Regions from separate parts of the Mus musculus genome. Here regions 2 and 3 are each linked to region 1. The links are chromatin contacts, called in public ChIA-PET maps. All regions are on one chromosome and are shown on one strand. The core of a region is the stretch at or near the end of the contact, and the rest is flanking DNA. Distances in the headings are between cores, read along the strand shown. Region 1 overlaps Cd101 (CD101 antigen). Region 2 has its middle 14 kb from the start of Gm40109. Region 3 has its middle 9.5 kb from the start of Igsf3.

Evidence for each region. ChIA-PET counts read pairs in DNA pulled down with a chosen protein or histone mark.
Region 2: an RNA polymerase II ChIA-PET map of memory CD8 T cells shows a contact between it and region 1, with 29 read pairs. The contact joins two enhancer-like sites. A contact is called at or near these places in 4 of 39 promoter capture datasets (the 3T3-L1 cell line, embryonic stem cells, frontonasal cranial neural crest and 1 more) and 1 of 115 datasets of contacts at active chromatin or transcription factors (memory CD8 T cells).
Region 3: a contact with region 1 is called in an RNA polymerase II ChIA-PET map of memory CD8 T cells, with 105 read pairs. The contact joins two enhancer-like sites. A contact is called at or near these places in 5 of 39 promoter capture datasets (the C10 cell line, the SN4741 cell line, cranial neural crest and 2 more), 1 of 484 Hi-C or Micro-C datasets (nephron progenitors), 9 of 115 datasets of contacts at active chromatin or transcription factors (bone marrow-derived macrophages, embryonic forebrain, embryonic hindbrain and 5 more) and 1 of 9 other capture datasets (adipose tissue).

What each region holds. Positions count from the first base shown.
Region 1 is chr3:101,009,178-101,012,461 of GRCm38.p6, reverse strand. Cd101 (CD101 antigen) reads left to right here. Exons shown (of 9, transcript NM_001167906.2): 6 at 272-676. Among named protein-coding and RNA genes, the nearest start is that of Cd101, 19 kb to the left of the region's middle. Within about 2 kb of position 1,676, at least 112 of the 459 cell types and tissues checked have an H3K27ac peak or open chromatin away from gene starts, as enhancers often do. A contact at or near this core is called in memory CD8 T cells, where this site is marked.
Region 2 is chr3:101,492,213-101,495,496 of GRCm38.p6, reverse strand. No RefSeq gene overlaps it. Among named protein-coding and RNA genes, the nearest start is that of Gm40109, 14 kb to the left of the region's middle. Within about 2 kb of position 1,451, at least 63 of the 459 cell types and tissues checked have an H3K27ac peak or open chromatin away from gene starts, as enhancers often do. A contact at or near this core is called in memory CD8 T cells, where this site is marked.
Region 3 is chr3:101,365,948-101,369,231 of GRCm38.p6, reverse strand. No RefSeq gene overlaps it. Among named protein-coding and RNA genes, the nearest start is that of Igsf3, 9.5 kb to the left of the region's middle. Within about 2 kb of position 1,626, at least 53 of the 459 cell types and tissues checked have an H3K27ac peak or open chromatin away from gene starts, as enhancers often do. A contact at or near this core is called in memory CD8 T cells, where this site is marked.

The DNA of each region.
Region 1 (3,284 bases), core at 427-2,926:
CTGCTCTGTGCAGCTGTCTAAGTGGCGCACTGGAGAAACACTGCCTGTTTGTTGTGGCTGCTGAGAACAGTCGTAGGCGAGGGGGGAGACTTGGAGAGCCGAGGTTGAAATTCAGGACAGACTGTACTGTGGACCAACCTCTACCCCCAAATTCATGTCACTCCAGGAACACAAGTGTGTGGCCCTGTGTAAAGGGGGCATTGAGAAAACTTGGAAGTCCCCGAGCTTGGACCTGGTAAACAGGAAGTGTGTCTCACATTCTCCCCCACAGAGTCAAGTTTACGAGTTAATCTGATGAGCCGTCAGCCACAAGTGATGCTAGCCCATACCTTCCACCTGTCCTGTGTAGTGAGGGCCAACTACTCGGATCTCAAGCTGCCGTTCTCGGTAACGTGGCAGTTCCAGCCAGCGGGCTCTGGAGCCTTTCATCGGCTTATTCGAATTGCCCACAATGGCACCGTTGAATGGGGGGACGTCCTCTCCCAGATCCACAGGAAGACGAAGGTGTCACAGTCTTTCTTTCGTTCTCAACTCCAAATCTACGATGCAGCTATGGAGGAGACAGGGGTGTATCGGTGTACAGTGGAGGTTTATGACAGAGATTCCATATGCACAAGTGGCCCAGCCAGAGTATCTGCCACCTCTAACCTATTAATGATTACTGTCACCTTTCCAGGTAAGTGATACTTGACATTGAGCCTTTTTTAAAAAAGAAAAGAATATCCTTTTTTTTTTGGCCAGGTTTAGTGCATACCTATAATCCCAGTATTCAGGAGGCCAAAATAGGAGAATTGAGAATTTGAGGTCAGCCTAGGCTGAAATAGTGAGCCCCTGTCTCAAATAACAACGGAGCTCCTCCCACTTTGTGTAAACTATAGAAACAGACATAATGTATCCATTCACCACGTTTGTCCTGGTAAAGTGAGCATGATTTAATGGCATCAACATGAAGTTAGTATACGTGGAATGGCCACATTGGTTGCTAAAACAATGAAATACTTCCTTAGCAGCTAATAACCACTGCTCTTTGACCTTTCCACACCTGCCACGAGTTCTCATTGCCAGCAGCCTCATGATACTGTGTGGCACAGCTGAGCCTCAAGAACCTCCTACAGGGCAGATGATATTTTAAGTCAGTCACTGCTGGTACTCCAGCGTGGTTTTCGTATTTGGAAGTGGTGGGGAATCATGCAAATTCTATTAGAATACTGTCTTAGGGTTTTATTGCTGTGAAGAGACACCATGACCATGGCAACTCTTATAAAGGAAAACATTTAATTTGGGCCTGTCTTATAGTTTCAGAGGTTCAATCCATTATCATCATGGCTGGAAGCATGACAGCATCCAGGCAAATGTAGTGCTGGAGAAGGAGCTAACAGTTCTACATCTTGATCCACAGGCAGCAGGAAGAGACTGTGTGCCACACTGTGGATAGCTTGGGCAATAGAAAACCTCCCAACCTCAGTGACACACTTCCTCCAACAAGGCCACACCTCCTAATAGTGCCACACTCCCTATGGCCAAGTATTCAAACACATGAGTTTATAGGGGGCATAACCATTCAAACCACAACAAATATGCTTAGCTGCCTCTTTTAATATATTAACATGTAAGAGAGACTTTGTGGTTCCAAGTCCAATTCAGTCTTAATGCAATAGCAGAACACAGAGGCTGAAAGTGAAACCCTCCCTAGCCTGAGGTTCTGCCACGCCTTGTGCTTCCTCTTTCCTGATTTGCTGTGAGGGACTTTGAGATGGCTCAGATGTGATAAGCTCCAGGTTTGGGCAAGTCACTTAATCTATCCCTACCGTAGTCAACACCTCGATAAATCTCTGACGTAACATTGAACTGGGGTGTGTCTATTGTGCCCCCAAAGCAAATAGTCTTGCATGGCAGCCACCACCTGCTCTGTGCTGCTGAGCAATGTTTTTGTTAATAGTCGTGATCTTGCTCATGAATTCATGCCTTGACTTACTCGCTCTTCCCATGATGTCTGAGATTGCTTCCACGAGCCTTGCTTGCTCTCGGCTCCACGCCATGAGGTTTCCTTCCTAACACCAAGAATTCCTTCTCCTCCTCCTCCTCCTCCTCTTCCTCCTCCTCCTCCTCCTCTGAGTCGCTATATTAATTCTTTTGTTTGTTTTTGTTTTTGTTTTTGTTTTTGACGGTGTACAGTCTAGCCTGAAGTTCTCAGTCCTTCTGCCCCAACCCACTAAGTGCTCTGGTTACAGGTGTATGCTCCAATGCTTGGCTTGGCTTTTCTTTCTAAACTAGTCTTGTTAGGTGACCAGGAATGACCCTGAACTTCTGAACCTCCTCCTTGGTACTCATGCACTCGTCCCATTGAGCCCAGGTGGTTTTGTTTGTTTGTTTGTTTTGTTTTTTAAAGCAACTGTTCTTAGATATGTCCTCTGAGTCTCCACGTTTTTCTAGGGGAAACAATTCTTCCCGTGGATACAATCTACTTGTTGACAACCTCTGTGTTCATTACCCAGAATGGTTTGTCTTCTGGTCTTGGAATTTACATCTAACTGCTTCCAAGGCATGCCTATATTCAGTGTCATAGCGTAGGTCGTTATCATTGTCCCTTCCATATTGTTCATGATGTGGTGGTCCTCCCCACGTCCCAGCACCACAGATTAGAAACCTTGTCCTCCGCATGTCCAAACTCCCATGACAGGCATAAAAGATCTTTTATACTCACTTGTCTCTTCATCGCCTCCTACTTTCCATCCTAGATCTGACTTCCAACCAAACTCAACTGCCTGGATTCGATAATCCCCACTTCCTTTTATGTGGAAATCCTTTGCTCTCTATTCATCAGAATGACTGCTATTGATCTTCAAGGCTCAGTTCAGAGACGTCTCCCCTCACTCCTGACCTTGGGTTAGATAAATCTGCTGGGGGATCCTAACATTTGTTCCATTACTGCATATCTCTGTCCTATATTGGTGACCAATTCCAGGAAGTCTTTGTTCCTATCCTATAACTTCCTCTAAACCGTGGTTCACTGACAGGAGCTATATACAAAATACCTAGAATAGTCTGGTATGTGATACACAATGTGATTAATAAATGTTTGTTGAAGGGGGAATTCAGGGACCTACTGGTAACATCAAGAAAAGTAGAGTTATCAACAAGAGATGGCAAAGAGGTTTGTGACATTTATTGTTCATCTTAGGACAAAGGAGAGGCCACTGGTGTTAAGGGATAGCAGACCCAAGTCCATGTGGTAGTTTCAAATGGACTGGCTGCAAAAAGATAGCATTTTAACAGCTTGAAAA
Region 2 (3,284 bases), core at 202-2,701, 480 kb before region 1:
TGGCTTAGCTTTTTTGTTGTTGTTGTTTTTTCGAGACAGGGTTTCTCTGTGTAGCCCTAGCTGTCCTGGAACTCACTTTGTAGACCAGGCTGGCCTCAAACTCCTGCCTGCTTCTGCCTCCCGAGTGCTGGGATTAGAGGTGTGCACCATCACACCAGGCTGGCTCAGCTTTTCAAGTAGCTGAGATTATAAACACACCACACACACCAGGCACAGCTGTTGTTTTTCTTATTGCCTTTTAGACAAAGAATCCACCGAAGGCTCACAGACCTTTCTAAAGCAGGCAGTGAGAGTTGGTGAAACAAAACCCCTAAGCCAAACACATCTCACAACTCACTGCCCATGAAGTTGTCCATTGTACTAAAATAAAGTTTTATTGAAACACAGCCACACTAGTCTGTTTCTATATTGTCAGGTCATTCACTCTCTGGCCCTTTATAGAAAATGTTTGCCAAGCCCTGCTCCGAGTAATAATGTGACTAACTCAAAGTATTACTGTTTAGAGGTGTTTCCCATTCGTGCTGGGTAGTTTTATGCCAACTTGACACGAACTAGTTATCAGAGGGCATGGAGCCGCAATTGAGACAACGTCTTTATAAGATTGGGCTGTAGCCAAGCATGTAGGGCGTTGTCTTAGCTATTGATCAATGGGAGAAGGCTCAGCCCATTGTGGGTGGTGTCATTCCTGGCCTGGTGGTCCTGGGTTCCACAAGAAAGCAGGCTGAGCAAGCCATGGGGAGCAAGCCAGTGAGCAGCACTGCCTCTGTATCAGCTCCGGCCTCCAGGCTCCTGCCCTGTCTGAGGTGCTATACTGAATTCTTCAGTGATGAATGGTGATGTGGAGGTGTAAGCCAAATAAACCCTTTCCTCCCCAGCTTGCTTTTGGTTATGGAGTTTCATCATAGCAATAGTAACCCTGACTAAGACACCAATCAACTCCATTTTTACTGGAAGTCATTTTGAGATTAGTACCAACTGTTCTACAGATGAAGAAACTGAGGCCCAGAAAGGAGATGGCTCGCCCAAGGTGACACAGACAGCAAGAGGCAAAACCGGAAACCAAACCCAGCCACCAGCGCTCCGAAGAGGGCTGAACAACTGAACAACTGCAGCTGTTGCTGGAGCCTGAATGTGCTTCTCATCTGCCCAGCCGCAGAGTGGCAGCAGCTGGCGGTGTTGACTGTGAGAAGACAGGGGCCGGGAAGCAACTGTACATGATGTAGATACTCAGGAGTAATCTCAAAGAGCAGACAATGTCACCAGGAGCTTTCTGTGCATAGGAAAGGCGGCTAGCTCACAGAAGTCTGCCCACCACAAGCCATGTGTGGCTTCTGTAAATCTCTAACAGTTAATCACATGACTGCTCAAGCCGCGGCAGTCTTCCCACCCAGGCTTGGACAGACCTTTCTCAGCTTGCCAAGGAGCTGCTCAAGAACCTGAACGGCTGTCACATCACTTGTGTGAGAGAGCCCTCTAGTGTCCATTTCTGGTATTGCCTCCCTTGCCATGGGCTCTGTAGACAACAGGGACACTGTTTTTCTAGGTCTTTTGACTTTAAGGAACTCATCTAGTACAGTAGACTTAAAAGGTGTTGCTCTCTTCAGAGCTCCCTGAAGAGGCTGTTATGCAAAGCCTAACTACACTACCATTGGGCATTGCCTGTTTGCAGGTTTTCCCTTCAGTTCTGACTCCGTGGCCTTTCATAGGCTCTGGAGTTCAGTCTGCAGACAGATTTGACCTTCCACAACAACTTGACATATGGGAAGCTGTCTCAGTTGCCTCCAGCTAAGCTCTGTTTCCGGAAGTATTTTGTGTTGTCAGTTTGGGGTGGTTAATTTTTATGGAGATCGAAAAATATATTTTTATTGCCTTTTATATATTTATTTTGTGTTGGGGGCTATGCATGTTTGCTACCATGCTTGTGTGGAGGACAGAGGACAACCTGAAGCAGTCAGTCCCAGGGATCAACTTCAGGCTTGGTGCCAAGTGCCTTTAACTTGCTGATACACCTTACTGTCCTCAATTCTGCAGAGGGTGATGTTTGAGATAGGGTCTTGCTAGGTGCCTTCGACTGGTTTCAAACTCCCTATCTTCCTGCCTCTACGTCTTTGTACTGGGATAACTGGTGTGACCCACCACCACCCAAGCTGCCATGCTACACTATTTTAATTGTTTATCAACGTTGTATACACTGGGATTGTCAGCGTGGCTGAAAGCAGCAGGTGACGCTTGTTTTGAGTCCCTGTGCTCAGCAGTAGTCAGAAGCGGTAGCCGAGGCCCAGGAGCTGCTGTCTCATCTGACAGGCAAGGACTCTGTAGGACCAATGTTCACAACTTCCTGTTGCTGATTGCCTCGCACTTAATCACAGAGAATCATCTGTATGAGAGCTACTGGCCTGGGGTTGGGGGGGGGGGGGCAGGTGCTGTGCTGAACCCCCATGTGCTGACACAGGCACCACGGTTCCCAATTTTCAGATGTGACTCAGAGTCCAAAGCTCTGAGCAGCTTGCCCATGGCCTAACATCAAGCATCAGATCAATGTGTCTAAGTGCTATGGCCAGGGAGGCCTGGATTTAACCCAGAAAGCAGCAGCAGTCGGACCACATCTCTCTCAATGCCCCAGGTCGCTCTGAATCCCAGCTCTGGACCTGAAAATCTCCCCTGTTGAAGAGCGGACTTGTGTCAGGTCGTGTGTGGCCGACTCAGAAAGGAGTTCCCAGTTACTAGGTTTCCCTTTCTGTCCATAACGAATTTGAAGGAAGGCAATGGCTTGTGGTAGACACACAGGCTCCCTTTGCTTTCTGTTGAACATCTGCCTTGAGCGCTTTCTGTTGTTGCCTGTCTGGTGCTCTGAGGTCCTCCAAGGGAGGCTTTGACATGGGGTCTAGGTCTGAACTCTGAGCATTTCGCCTTCCAGGTTGCCCCTTGTCGCCCCTTCGTCTGCCCATGTGTCCACTGCTGTGCCCTATGCATTGAACAGCTTATCCCGTTGAGCTATTTGAGAGGTTAAATGTTAATTGACTCACTTGATCTCAACCATCACTTACTGTTACTCCCCTGTGGGAGTAACCATGCATTCCTAGGAGACTGAAGGCCCATCTCTTTAACAAAGCCAAAAGGCTCCCAGGCCCTTTCTCCAGAACCTTCAGCCCTCTCCTACTCCACATTCTTCCAGTATTTGCCTGTCAGTCTTCTAGTTCTTGTGACACTCTTGTCCCCATCTACTGAGGCTTTATTAGTCCTATCCTTGGCCAGGAAACATCTCCTCCACCACCTCTCCCCTC
Region 3 (3,284 bases), core at 377-2,876, 360 kb before region 1:
AAGTGTGCTTAACCCTTCACATGCCTAAATGTTGTTGCCTATTGAAGAAGGGGAAAAGAAGCAGCGAACCAACAATGGAGTTGAAACATCAGGAATTCAATAATACTGGTAAATAACACAGATGCAAGACAGTCATCTTTTGAAAAGGAGAAAGACTAAATATTCAGTTTCCTGAGAACAGTGCTCTATGTCCTGGGGTGTTTAAGAAGGCAGTCCTAGGGGCTGGAGAGATCACTCAGCAGTTATGAGCACCGCTGCTCTTCAGAGGACCCACATTTGGTTTGGGCCAAACCCTACATCAGGCAATTCACAGCTACCTGTGCTTCTGGGATCCAATGCCTTCTTCTGGCTTCCACTGATACCCACAGCATGCAGCATACAGACGCACAGAGGTACACACATACAGAAACATAGAAATCTTAATGAAAACAAAATGAAACAAAAATGGCTGTCTTGATTTCTATCCCTGTGGGACTCTGTTTCTGTGTGCTTCTCTGTTTATTATGTCTTCCCAGGAGGATGGAAGCTCGGGGTACCTAGTTCTGTCTTGCCTGGTTCTCCAGGGTATGCTCAACATTGAAAATCAAGGCTAGTGCACAGCCTGTGCTCAACAAATGCTAGTCAAATGAATCAGTAAAGTCTAGCTGGGGAGAGAGATGACAAGTCAGCAAAGAGAGGTGATCTCGAAGCTGGATGTGGTGGCATCCAGGAGGCAGAGGCAAGGGAATCTCTGAGTTCAAGGTCAGCCTGGTCTACAGCAAGCTCCAGGTCATCTGGGGCTATATAGTGAGACCGTGTTTTTTTAAAAAGAGAAGTTCAAACAATGTTTGCAGAAACACAAACCTCTACTAGGATGGATGGGGGCGCTTTCATGGTAAGAGGCCAATTAGAGAAAGTTAGAGTGGTGGGAATGATGGGGGCTGGAGGGAGGTATGGGAGGAAGGCAAAGGCAAGTCATGTGGGTCTTGGGGGATTCTGGGTTTTGTCCTGTGTGGGGATGGAGGCATGTGGGGGTGGGGGGAGGACCATCAGATACTTCAGAGCCGTGATGTGGCAAGGCTTGATTTATGTTTGAGTGCTCACTGTCTTCCATTCTATCTCAGGACAAGCCTGGAGTAAGTACTGTGCCAGTTTAGGTTAGCCTAGGCTACGCAGTTGAGACCCTGACTCAAACCAAACCAAACCAAAAGAACCATCCCCAACAGGGTGTACACGTTTGTAAAGCACCCTTTAGACAGGACCCTCTGAGGCTGCCACATGCTTAGGAAAGACTCAGGCTTCCTCCAGTGGGCTCTGAGCATCTCCCCAGACTCCTTGGTTGCTCCCCAACTTCCCTATGCTCTTGGTTCTGCCTGTCATGAACTGGAGTTGCCAGTCAGCTGTGGTTTCTGAGCCATGCCTGTGCACGCGCCAGGTATTCTGTGAGGTGAGTGTTGCCTTCTGAGGCTGCTGGCACTAGCTTGGCAAACTCTCACCCTTTTTATGGGTGGGAAAAAAAACCAAAAACAAAAAACCACCTCTCCTCCCCTTCTTCCGGAGTGAGTTCATGTCTTCACCAGCTCTGTGCTCGGCAGAGATGTCCAGGGCCGTGCCTTGCCATTGACTTAGGCTCTTTGTTTAACATGTGGTTTTTCCTGATAAGTTTCTCGAGGTCGGAGACTGCCCACGGTAGCTGTGTAAGCATGCAGGCACTCAACGGAAGCATTACAGAATGGATTCGGGATGATTAACTGATCCCATGAACGAGTGCCCTTGAACTTACTTTCACCATAGAGTGGGCCGCTAGCCCCCGGGCTCTATGATGCTTAGATAGCTGGGGTAAGGAAATCTTGTAAGTTTTCAAGTTGGATGACTTGACCACAGTATCTGACTCCCTCCTTCTTAGCAGCTGTGGGAGGTGATTCACACAGACACTCGTGATCAGACTTTTTGTTTTGACTTGTACAAAGAACTTTAATTACTGATCGCTCTCTTTAGTTCATCTATCAAAGCTGGGAAGGACCATGTGCTGGGGATCTTCAAATCTCATACCCAGCCTAGTCTCAGGAGGGCTTGGGAAATAACTGGCAGCAGGGGCAGCGGAACCCTCCCCCTCCCCCTCCCCTCCCCTCCCCCTCCCCCTCCCCCTCCGCCAGGCTCCAGTGCTGCCTGGTGCTTAGGAGCCCATACATGGACCTTAAGTTCACAGTGCAAATGATACCATGTGGATGCCAACAAGCTTTCCCCAAAGTCACTTGTAATTTTCACAATACCCAGCGATCCCCTCAGCATCCCCTTCTCTTTACTTACTTGTGATTTGCTATTTATGGATGGGGGCTGGGGAGCCACAGAAAAGGAAGAAGATTGCTGGGAAAAGAAAGGGCAAAGCAGAGGAGAATTGGAAGGGGCCAATGCAGAGAGGATCAGGAGGGACGGAAAAGAAGAGAAGAGGAGGAAGAGCAAAGGAGAGAGGGAGGGAAGGAGGGAGGGAGGGTGGGAGGGAGGGAGGGAGGGAGGGAGGCTTGAAGTAACCACGGATCTGTGAAATATGTCTCAAGTATTTCAAACTCAGCAGGGACCTCACAGCAGATCTTCCACAATTAATTGCCCAGAGAATCCAGCACAAAACAAAGCCATTTTTTTAGCGATCGCTCATATGATAACCCAAATGCAGGAAATGCTATTTTTCTCCAGACTCTATCAACTACAGCCATCTGTCTTGGTCCTGAGCTGTTCAAATGCATTTTTTTCCTTCACATGTGAGTGAGTCTCTCTCTCTCTCTCTCTCTCTCTCTCTCTCTCTCCCCACACACACTTGGTGTGTGTGTGTGTGTGTGTGTGTGTGTGTGTGTGTGTGTGTGTGTGTGATCAACAGCAGGGCCAAAATACCCTTTACTACAGCCATGGCTGCCTTGTGAAATTCCTCAGTAACTCCCCTAGCCTCCCCTGACCACCAGTCAGGCGAGCCGGCCTTCCTTTCATCCTCACCTACCTCAGAGCCATTTTAGCTTCGTGGTGGAGGGGTTCACAAACACTTGTGGTTTCCACCACAAATGAGGCCTGCTATTTTGAATGAAGCCCCATCTTGCCCGAGGCCTGCCATGGAGGACAGAGAGTGGAGTCACTGGGGCGAGGAGTGGACAAGGGGAGATTTGTGCCAAAGGTTCAACAGCTGCTGCTTGATGAACGCTTGCTCTGTCTGGGAGGCTGGCCATTGTCACCAGGAGAAAATGAGGAAGAACACAATGCCAGGACATGTGTGCAGCCCCGTAAGCAGAGGACGAGGACGAGAGCAGGGACCAGGG